2 separate regions of the Ovis aries genome follow, and region 2 is linked to region 1. The links are chromatin contacts, called in public Hi-C maps. All regions are on one chromosome and are shown on one strand. The core of a region is the stretch at or near the end of the contact, and the rest is flanking DNA. Distances in the headings are between cores, read along the strand shown.

What was found. Hi-C and Micro-C count contacts between places; a contact is called where the count stands out from the background.
Region 2: a Hi-C map of liver shows a contact between it and region 1, with 5 times the contacts expected there. The contact joins the promoter of AARSD1 here to the promoter of PSME3 in region 1. A contact is called at or near these places in 4 of 16 Hi-C or Micro-C datasets (blood, liver, omental adipose tissue and 1 more).

What each region holds. Positions count from the first base shown.
Region 1 is chr11:42,590,536-42,593,235 of ARS-UI_Ramb_v3.0, forward strand. It overlaps PSME3 (proteasome activator subunit 3), which reads left to right and starts at 1,304. Exons shown (of 10, transcript XM_060395653.1): 1 at 1,304-1,574; 2 at 2,248-2,280; 3 at 2,404-2,466. The coding sequence starts at 1,533.
Region 2 is chr11:42,763,432-42,766,131 of ARS-UI_Ramb_v3.0, forward strand. It overlaps AARSD1 (alanyl-tRNA synthetase domain containing 1), which reads right to left and starts at 1,415. Exons shown (of 12, transcript XM_004012952.5): 1 at 1,339-1,415; 2 at 1,072-1,203. The coding sequence starts at 1,377.

The DNA.
Region 1 (2,700 bases), core at 54-2,553:
TGTCGGCCATATTTCCCCTAACATTTACCAGATTTTGCAATTATGTTGTCAGTTTATGTTCTGATCTCTTTCCCCAGTTCAGTTCAGTTCGGTTGCTCAGTCGCATCCAACTCTTTGCGACCCTATGAATTGCAGCACGCCAGGCCTCCCTGTCCATCACCAACTGCTGGAGTTCACCCAAATTCATGTCCATCGAGTCGGTGATGCCATCCAGCCATCTTCCCCAGTATTAAGTTCCATTAGACCAGTGAACTTGAGTTCTGTTTACCTCTGATTTCTCAGAACTGTGCTGTTTGGGAAGCCACTAAACACATAAGGTTACTGAGTACTGCAAACCTGGCTCCTCTGAATTGAGGTGTGCAAGTAAGCATAAAATTCATACTGAATTTCAAAGACTTGGTATGAGAAAAGAATGTACAAGATCACATTGATTTTTTTAAATATTGGTTACACGATGAAGTATTTGGATAAATGGTTAAATATATGATTAAAATGAACATCACTGGTTTTACTTTTTAAAGTGGCTACCAAAAGACGTTTAACTTCTATAAGTGACTCACATTATTTCTAGCCTCTATACTGCTGTTCCAGAGCCTAGTCCACTTTAGGGTGAAATAACCAACGTTAAGAGAGACACTATGAATGGGTGAGTTAAGAGTTACAGTCTCTGCCTTCTATGAGGAAAATGGATACAGCACTGTCCTAAAAGTTAGGAGATCTGAGTTCTGGTCTTGGATTTTCTGGAATCACCGTGTAGCCTCGACAAGCACTACCCGACTCTGGGCATCAATTTGCCCATCCATCAGGCAGTTGGTCTCTGAGATCTGGAAGTGTATGAGAATAAGTGGCTAAGTGGCAGAGAAAAGTGGGGAAGCCTGGTGCAATAGCATTTCTGTTAGGTTCCAGGCTAACGCTACAGCTTCGGCCAAGAGTAGGAGGCAGTGCGCATAACAGACTAGACACCCAGAACCCAGCACTGGGACAGCCAGCTTCCTCGGGCCGACGTCACTGGAGCGCGACGACATCGTCGGTCGGGTCCCCGCTCGAGACCGGGCAGCGGCTCAGAAGGTCCCTTCCGTGAAGGCGAGTGCCGGGCAAACAATCCCTGAGTCTCTTTGAGGCTCAGATCTCACTAAATCCTCTCCACCATCCTCCCTCTCATTTCACCCGTACCGGGTACAAGAACTGGAAGGTAAGAACCAAGCGCCGAGCTCCCTGAGCGGAACCTCAGCGCGACTGCGCAGAGCACGTGCGCATCCTCGCTGGACTCCCGGCGATTGGCTGTGACGTAACTTCCGGTGTGAGCGGCGAAAGCCGGGAGGGCGAGCGAGAGAGGGAGCAGGCAGCAGGGACAGGCAGCAGGCGGGCTGGCTGACCGACCGCACGAAGGGAGGGAGCAAGTGATCAGTGAGTGACCCAGCGAGGGAGGCCGCGTCCTGAAAGCAGCCGAGATTCTCCCTTCCTTCTGACACCCTCCCCGGAGCCCACAGCGCCTCCGGTCTCCAGCGGAGCGGACACGGCCCGGCCCGGCCATGGCCTCGTTGCTGAAGGTGGATCAGGAAGTGAAGCTCAAGGTAGCGGCACCGGCCCAGGCCTCCTTACCCCTCGCTTCGATCCCCGAGCTGTCTGACCGGTTTCCCATTCCCCGTGGCGTCTTTGTCTCCCTGGGGACACCAGCCCTGAGCTTCCGCTCGGCTCAGCCCAGCCCCCCACCCCTGGGGACGGCATCGGGGGAGAGGATAATATGGGGTGGCCTAATGTACCCTGTCTAATAGGGAAGACCTTCGCGGACACGTGGTGGACTTAGTGCTTTAGGCTAGTGACAGCCGAAAGCCCCCCAGCCCAGCAACGTCCCCGCTCCATACGCTGCTACTGCCCCTTCCCTTGGCGTCAGGGTTGCCTAGTATCCTAGACCAGGTTTGGACGGGGGTTGACACGTTTGTGAGCTCACACCTCCCCCATCTGCTTGTCTTTTGTCTGCTCTCAAAGTCAGACAGCTTCAGACTGGGAGGGAGGGAGGGAGGGAAGACAGGTGGGTGCTGCCCTCAAGCCCCGCTTCCCTCTCCTGAGATGGAGAAATGGATCCTCAAAAAAATAAAGTATTTGCAGTCTGGGGGCCTCTCAGCTTCTCATTACAATTATAAGGTGAGGGAAAGACATTTGGATTTGGGCTTACCCAGCCTGCCTATACTTATGTTGCCAGCTGCTGATTTGCTCTTACTGAATTGCTTTCCTTGTTAATTTTAGGTTGATTCTTTCAGGGAGCGGATCACAAGTGAGGTGAGTGAAATAAGTAGAAAAGTGAGTGTTGGTTAATAGTTGGGAGTTCCCCAGTGAAGAGATATCTATAGAGACAGGCCTTCCCACAGTTACTAATTCGGTTGTATTTTCCCTCATCTTCAGGCAGAAGACTTGGTGGCAAATTTTTTCCCAAAGAAGTTGTTAGAACTTGATAGTTTTTTGAAGGTGAGAGACGCTTTTCTTTTCCTCAGATTCCGCAACTTTCTTGGCCAAGGTCTTTCTGTCCAGTGGGACAGATGAGGTGTTGATTCTGTTTTGTTGTGTACACTAACGCACTCTCATTTCTTGCCTTTTGAATGAAATACTTCTTTGTTCATCTTGAAAAGACTAATGTTTTTGGGGGTGGGCGTCTCTCTTTCAGGAACCAATCCTAAACATCCATGACCTAACTCAGATCCA
Region 2 (2,700 bases), core at 165-2,664, 170 kb after region 1:
AAAGGAAAGGGACCTAACAATCTTGGGAAATCAGGGAAGACTTCCTGGAAGAGGTGGTATATAAAATGAGACTCACTATGGATACCGGATATCACAGGTTTTCTTTCAGCAGATCAGAAAACCTCTGTGCTGGGCAATTTACTGAGTACGTTCTCTCACATAATTTCTTTGCCTAAGTACTTTTATTGCTCACCACAGCTTCTTGAGTGAAGTTCACACACCTTAACACATTCTTCAAGGTCCTCTGAAATGGCCCCCACTTAGCTTTCCAAAGCTATCTCTAGCCTGTCATCAACACGTACCATAAGCTCCAACTATATGGGACTATTTGAAGTTAACCAGACTTGTCAGATTCTTTCAGGCTTCCCTGCCTTCGACTGTGCTACTCTCTCTGCTGGGAAAGCCTCTCTCACAATGCCCACCTTTGAGTGAGTATCCTCCTTTCTCAAGTTCTCACTGGATCTTGTCCCTACCCCATCACAGTACTGGTAAGTCTGCCCTCTCTTGTGCTAATTCAGAGGAAACTTTTTCCTCTGTGCTAAACATGATAATGGAATTCTGACTTCAGGTCCTTTGCACTTATTCTCCCTCCCTGGAAATACTTCCCCTCCCCCACCAGCACCACCAGATGACAGGAACGGCTTACCCCCCACTTCCCTTAGTTCTTGACTAAACTAACTTGTCCTCTACCCAGGAGATCATCCCATCACTCTCTTTCCCTCAAACTTTAGTTTTCTTCATAGAACTTATCCGAGCTGGTATACTATTTATCTAGTAACCATTTTGTCTGTTTCCTCCAACAAATAACACTATGTATAGACAGAAACACTTTCTCGTTCAACCTTTATCCTCAGAGTCTGGAACAATACCAAAGAGGATATTTTAGGGCTGGATAAGTATCCGTTGATAAGTATCTGTTGAGTGAACAAACGAGCTGAATTGAGCTAATTTCCAACTGTATTCATTATAGCTGAGACTGAGAGACAAAAGACACTTCTCACTGGGTGAGAAAGGAATTAAGGGCTTCCGGGGAAGGGGAGGGAGGGGAGAGGAGCGAGATGGGCCTGGTACCTGTCCCCCGCCCTCGGGGAAAAGCAGCGTGTCTTCCAGTACCACTTGGAAACCGCTCAGCACTTCCTTCTTGCCGTTGCTTCCTTCGGTGTGCAGCTCCGCGGGACGGCAGGAGACCACGGTGGTGGTGAACTGGGTGGAGAGGGATGCGAAAGTAAGCCGCGACCCCAACCCTCAGCGCACCGGACTGAATCCAGCTCGGCGCCCCCTCTCCCCGCACCGCCGCACCCGCTCGGAGCAACAGGTTTCCCGCCCCGCTGGCCGCACCTCTCTGGCGTAGCTGTCCCGCTGACACCGAAACGCCATCGCTGCTGTCTCCCGGGACGTGGGGATGCGCGCTCACCGAAACGCCCGGCGGCAGACGGAGAGCAAAGTGGGACAATCTTCACGCCGGACGCGTCTCTGCGCAGGCGCAGCAGGGCAAAGAACGGGATGCAGTTTGGGCAAATTTATATAAAACGCGACTTGCAGGCGCTCGGAATTGTTTAGCGACTGCTTGTGGAAAGGACCAGGAAAAAAAACAAAACAAAACAAGACAAAACTGCGGTCTGAACTTGTCGAAGCACTTCGTTTGGCCCCTTTGGAGGGACATAATTCGGACCCGCAGAAGGCCGGTCGTTAGAAACGTGGATGGTACTGGTTTGAGAATACACACAGCAGCGCCGCCCAATGGAATTATAATACAAGCCACATATATTCATAATATTTTTATTTAAATGACCATATCTAAATTTTTTCATCATGTAATGAGTATTTTAAAATAAGAGTTTCTCCCCCGCCCCGTACAAAATTTTCGAAACCTGATGTGTATTTTACACTTACAGCACTTCTCAGTTGGGGCTATCAATATTTCAAGTACTCAGTAGCCATGTGTGACCATTGCTACCTAATTGGACAGTGCAGATAAAGAGATTAAAAGAAGTTAAACTGCAATCAGTGTCTTAAAACGTTAAACGAGTTAAAAGTTTAGATTAACTTTCTTTCTGCTGTTTTGTCGGACTCTAGGACCCCATGGATTGTAGCCCACCAGGCTCCTCTGTCCATGGGATTTTTCCAGGCAGGAATACTGGAATGGATTGCCATTTCCTCCTCCAGGTTCTGTTCTTTTAAATTAACTAATAAAAAGCTTGAAGTCTCCAGATGCTTCAGAATTTAGGATTTTCCTGATTTTAGGCAGTAATGCAGACCATACCTATATGTTACCTAATGTATTCCATTTGGAATTCTGGAGCAACCCCTTGTGATCAAATGTATGAATATTTATACTGAGAAATAAATGCACTAAACCGAATAAACAAAGACTATAAATAGCCTAACATCATTTTAGGTCATGTTTTGATGCCAGATGAGTTTTGTTGTTAATTTTTTAAACTCATATTTTAGAACTTTTCAGTTTTCAGAATTGTAGGCGAAAAGAGATATGCTATACAAGTTCAGGTCCCAGCTTTGCCACTTACTGTAAACTGTTTGAGCACTATTAAGAAAAGAATTATTTTATACGGTTGATATGAAGTTCAAATAAGATATAAAGTTTACTTAGATAATATATAAATACTGTGCTTAGTCACTCAGTTGTGTCTAACTCTTGCAACCCCATGGACTGTAGCCTGCTAGGCTCCTCTGTCCATG